Regions from separate parts of the Rattus norvegicus genome. Here region 2 is linked to region 1. A link is a contact called in public Hi-C data. All regions are on one chromosome and are shown on one strand. Each heading gives the region's core, a stretch centred on a gene start, on an enhancer-like site or on the middle of the called end of the contact. The rest is flanking DNA. Distances are from core to core; before and after follow the strand shown. Region 1 holds the start of Ccdc182 (coiled-coil domain containing 182). Region 2 holds the start of Msi2 (musashi RNA-binding protein 2).

What was found. Hi-C and Micro-C count contacts between places; a contact is called where the count stands out from the background.
Region 2: a contact with region 1 is called in a Hi-C map of hepatocytes, with 2.0 times the contacts expected there. The contact joins the promoter of Msi2 here to the promoter of Ccdc182 in region 1. A contact is called at or near these places in 7 of 12 Hi-C or Micro-C datasets (the A7r5 cell line, the Rat2 cell line, Schwann cells and 4 more).

The regions. Positions count from the first base shown.
Region 1 is chr10:73,586,116-73,588,815 of GRCr8, forward strand. Ccdc182 (coiled-coil domain containing 182) reads left to right here and starts at 1,301. Exons shown (of 1, transcript NM_001277485.1): 1 at 1,301-2,113. The coding sequence starts at 1,334. The coding sequence ends at 1,792.
Region 2 is chr10:74,006,117-74,008,816 of GRCr8, forward strand. It overlaps Msi2 (musashi RNA-binding protein 2), which reads right to left and starts at 1,381. Exons shown (of 12, transcript XM_039087672.2): 1 at 1,114-1,381; 2 at 790-830; 3 at 376-457. The coding sequence starts at 1,175.

The DNA.
Region 1 (2,700 bases), core at 51-2,550:
TGGAAAGTACCCATTGCAGGAAGGGGAAGGTGGCAAGAGAAACAGAAAAGGGGTCAAGCAGAGATTATTATGATAATGAACCCATTCTAGAAATGGTACCACCCATCTGATAGACTCTGCCTCAGAAAGGCCCTCACTTCTCAATACTGATAGGATGACAGAGTTTCAAAATGCCTTGGGAAAGGGACAGACATTTAAACCTTGGCACTAGATGCTACTGTGGCTGCTGTCTCAGGTAGAGTCATTGGTAGGATGGCAGTGTAGAAACCAGTTTGAGTGAAGAGGTAATTTATCTAGCTCTAGATGGATTGGCTTCCAGGCTGATTGTTGGGGAGATGTTTATGTTTGGAATCCTAGTAGGAGGTCTGGGCAAGAGACTGCAATATGCAAAGGCCATCTTGTTCTCCACCAAGCCGCTTGTGGCTACAAACATTTGCCTCTGTTAGAGTAACCAGGCAAACCCACAAGGTTTACCTGTATACACGCTCCTCTTACTTGCCACCCTCCAGGAATGTTGGGAAATAGTACTTAGGCTCATTCCCTAGTTCCAGAACCCAGCGAGCACTCAGGAAGCTTTAACTGAATAAATATGAATGGCTCATTTTTCTTTTTTCTTTTTTCTTTTTTTCGGAGCTGGGGACTGAACCCAGGGCCTTGTGCTTGCTAGGCAAGCGCTTTACCACTGAGCTAAATCCCCAACCCCGAATGGCTCATTTTTGTCCTACAGACAAGTCTGTGGACCACCCTTCAAGAGCAAACATGTTTATCACAACAAGTAGATCATCTATGCAATCTGACATCGTCTAGCCACTGCAGGAATATGGATTTGGGATCGATTACTCCTTTAGCATCTTACAGCTTAAGAAAACCAGCCGTTACTTCTTAGAATGCCTTTGTTCTATTGGTGAGGCTGAAAGAAGCCGACACCAGGCCATAAAATCATCCATGTGCCTTATTGGGTGGGAGCTGCTCACTCTTGGCAGCCAGTGAACCCGACCTGGCTTGCCTTGACTTGGCCAGTTTTCTCCACTCCCTCGGATTTGGCTTCCTCTTGGGGTTAAAGGGATGCTTGAACTCTAGTTCTTCCGACAGGGTGACGAATTATTGAGAAGCTTCATTTCAGGAGACTTGGGGAAGCGCACGTAAAACTGTAGGTTACCAACCCAAAACGCTACAATATGCAAAATAGTGAACTGGGGCTTTCCTTCTGATTGGCTGAAGGGTCTTGATGTCATAATGAGTCGGGGTCTATCCACTTCAAATGATAGTGCCTCTAGTCCCCCAAACATCTCTCGGACTCAGTTTCTTGGCTTCCTCTCTGCAGAAGGAGATAATGGAAGCCCTCTTTCAGGCAGGGTCCATTCTTATGAAGGTGAATACCTTACAGGGCAAGAAGATGGTAGAGAGTGGGCTCCAGTCTGGGGACCTTTCCCTGTCTCAATCATGGCCCTCCTATCTCCCTCTGCCGGCCGACTTGGAGATCCTGCAGCAGAAAGTGACCGCGGTGCAAGCGGAGCTGGAGGACTTCAAGAAGGAGGCGCTGAAGGCCATCCGATACTTGGAGGACGCCTTCTGCCAGATGAGTGGGGTTCTGGCACAGCAGGAGGAACAGGCAGCGCGAGTGAAGCAGCGGCTGAGGGAGGAGGAGGACCGCGGCATAGTTCGCAACAAGGTCCTCACCTTCCTCCTGCCCCGGGAGAAGCAGCTTCGTGAACACTGCCAGCGGCTGGAGAAGATGCTGGTCAGGAGCCACGACCCGCAGCGAGTCATCAAAAAGAGCCAGGCTGACTGAACGGCCCTCGTGTGCATCTGAGCTGGCGGGCAAGATTGTTTTTTAATGGAAGGACAAACGTTAAGTCCCCATTTATTCCCCTTTCCCCATTTTTATTGCTTTCCTGCTACCAAAATAACACCATGCAGAGAGGCAAAAAAGACCTCAATACGGTTTTCGGGTGAAGTTCCGTTTATCCAGCCTCGGCAAGGAAGGAGTCCCTAGACACTAAGTCAGACCTGTAACGGTCACCTCGAACTGTTCCCGGTTTGTAATGGTTCGGTTGCTTGGATGCAGTAGCATTTTTTCTTGTACATTCTTAAACCGGTTGTGTTGAACAGATTTACCTTTCTTTTAATGACTCCAGGCTTTCGTGCGTTATCACTTGACAATTACTGAGACCTGCTTACTGAGACCTGTCCATGTGTTTTCTACACTGAGACAGGCTGGAGGCTTAGTGAGAGGGTTTGCCCATATCCTAAAAATGGACTCAGTCGGCTGGATTTGTGTAATTCCTGACCGAGCCATCTCAGTCTTCTCACAAGGTTGGACTATTGTTTCTCTCTTCTCCTTACTGCTTTGGTTCAACTTTGCTTCCTCTCCATTTAGCCTGAAGATGGGCTGTTCCTGTTAGGTTTCTGATGATAGAACTCGCTGTATTCCAGGGCACAGGAGGTGACACCCATAAGTTCGCACAATAAAACAGTGAAACTGACACCTTCATTTGACTCAGTGAACAGTAGTTGTTAGGGTGTCTGGTCATTTATCAAACAGTGTATCCCTCCCTCTACCATCTGCCCCCACAGGCCCCTCCTGAGGGCAGGACAGCGCTGTTTCAAACGGTAAACTAACGGGCAAAGCCAGGGCATTCACCTCTGTGCGCTCTCTGTGTTAACGAATGGCTAGTGCTCCAAGCCCAGGCCCCTAGT
Region 2 (2,700 bases), core at 131-2,630, 420 kb after region 1:
GGCACGAAAATATTCATTCATCTCCCAAAGAGGGGACTTTAGAGTTTGGGAGTATGAAGAAGGCATACATTCAAATTTTTAAATTAAAAAAAAAAACTATGTGAAAAGTGGATGAACTGAATGTCATTTTAAACAAGAGAACAAGAAGCGACAGGAAAATTACTTCAAGCGGGAGAGATGGGCGTCTCTGAAACCAGAGTTCGGCCCTAATTAACAATAACCTTTGGGGTTATGGGAGGGGGGAGCGACGTTCCAGCCCAGCCACGCGCCTGAGCCCCATTCTAAATCCGCTTAGCTACTTCCGAAGACACCTCCAAAAATAAAACTAAAACTTTGTTCTAAAATAAAGGCAAAATCAAGAAGGGAATGCGTTACCTGGAGCGTTTCGTTGTGGGATCTCTCATGACCATACATTCTCTAATTTCTCCAAATTTGCTAAAATAGTCTCTAAGGCTATCTGTAGAGAGAGAAAGAGAGAGATGGGGGGGTGGGAGAAGGTGTGGAGGGGGGGGGAAAGCAATGCAATTTTCTGATCAAGGACAAAAAGCAAAAGTAGTTTTCTGTTGTTATTCTGTTTTGTTTTTGCAATATTTTTGCACACGCGGGGGAAATTCAGCAACAGAGGTCGCGTAGAGGGCTCGGAAAGGATTTGCTATTTAAAAAAATAACCTTGCACAGGAGAAGTGGGGAGCCAATGGCGGGGAGGGGGGGCTCTTACACTGGGATAACAAAGAGCAATAAAGAAGCCAAGAAGGGGGGGACCCAGGCGTCCCCCCCTCCCTCCCTTACCTGGTGAGGTCTGCCAGCTCAGTCCACCGATAAACATTTTACTAGAGGGAGAAAACATAACCGAAGTGAGCACCGATGTCAGATCGGCCATTTTGACGTGTAACTTACAAAAGCTAAAAGGAAAGCTGGGGGGGAGCGGGCGAGCGCGAGCCTGGAGGTGGGCTGGGGGAGAAGGTGGCGGCCCCACGCCACCCCAAGGTGCGCGAGTGCCCCAGGGGTGCGCGCGGGGGCGCGGGGGGCGCGCGGATGCCCCGCTCCGCACCGTCGCCCGCACAGCTCCGAGCGAGCCCGCGGCGGCGCGGTGGGCAGCGGCTGGAAACTTACCCGGGGTCGTGCTGGGAGTCGTTGGCGCTGCCCGAGGTGCCTGGGCTCCCATTTGCCTCCATAGCGGAGCCCCCCCGCCCCCCCACCCCCGACACACCGAGCCCCACAGCGAAGCGGAGCGCAGCGGCGGCCGGCTCCGAGCCCCAGATCTCCGTCCCTCCTCCCCCGCCTCCTCCCCCCGCCCGGCGGCTGCGAAGCTCCGCGAGCGCCGAGCCGGGCCAGCGGCGAGAGCCCGTCACACGTGGGCTCGGCTCAGCTCAGCCCCGCCGCCTCGCACACCCCCCGTCCCCGCCCCCCCGGCCCATCCCCACCTCTCCCCCTCCTCCTCCCCACCCCCATCTCCTCCTCCTCCTCCCCCTCCTCCCCGCGCACGTGGGGCGGAGTTCTAGAACGTCGTGTAACCAATGCGGTGACGTCACGCACCCCGTTCGGTCCCCCGCCTGTCCGCGCGCGCACACACTCGGCCCCCCGCGGCAGCGGGACCCACCAGGGGCGGCGCGCGAGCCCCGCGACTCGAGGGGGGCCCACGCCAGCCGGGCGAGGAGCCGGGAAGCGCACCCCGAGTCAGCTCAGATCACATGGGCTGGGTGTGGGGGAGGGGAAGGCGCGGGGAGCTCGGCCCGGGCGGTTCGCGGGGCCGGGAGGCGGCAGTGCCCCCGGACCCCCTTAGTTCGCACTACCCATTCAAGTTCGCGGGCCCCTGCGCCCGGTTCGGAGGTGGCACCCGCCACCCGCCCTGCCTCTATGCCCCGGTTTCCAGCCACAGCGCGGAAATTTAGGTCAAGGACGCCGGGAGCACACCCACACCCTGCGCTCCCAGGGCAGTCCTCGAGACCCTCGGGATCTGGGGGCTCGCGGATGGAAGAGACCCTCCTGCACAAACACCAGCCACAAGTTTTATTTTCCCTTCGCGCGTCAAGTTCTCTGGCTCCCGCTCCACACCGGCACGTCCTGCACGGCTCCCCGCCCTTCCTCGGCAGAGGTACGGAGCCGTGCCCGCGAAGGTTATTTCGGAACTTTGAGAAACTGACGCGATAGATAGAAGGGGGCGAGGAAGCACCCAGACAGGGTTTGAGCATTACTCAGAGCGCAATTTGAAAACATAATAAAGTGGGCTTTTAGGGGTCAAGGTCAAATGATTGGGGTTCAAAGCAAAGGTTCATGGAGAATGAGTAGCAGTTTGGGACCATCCCAAGGGTGGCTAGTCTAGGTGGTTATTTCAGAACCCCCCCCCCATATTCATCCGTTATCTAATTTATTTATTTATGTTTTAAGTTACTAGGGCTTCCTCTGTAGAGAGTAAAAGTACCAAGAGTGAAATGGCCCTCCCAAGACCTGTCTTTGAGATAACAAAGCACCTTACCCCCAGTTTTGGAACCACTAGATACCTCACAGATTCTGGTACACAATAGATACTTAGTAAAAGCTCCCTTCCGCCCCTGGAAGTGTAAACTTCAAAAGATTGGTGTCTGTAGCTTCCAGAGGAATCACACACTTCATATTCTAGGATGGCCAGATTCAGGCTGTATTCAATTTATGGAGTATTTAAAACAGTACGGATACAATTACCCTTATTGTTTTAAATTA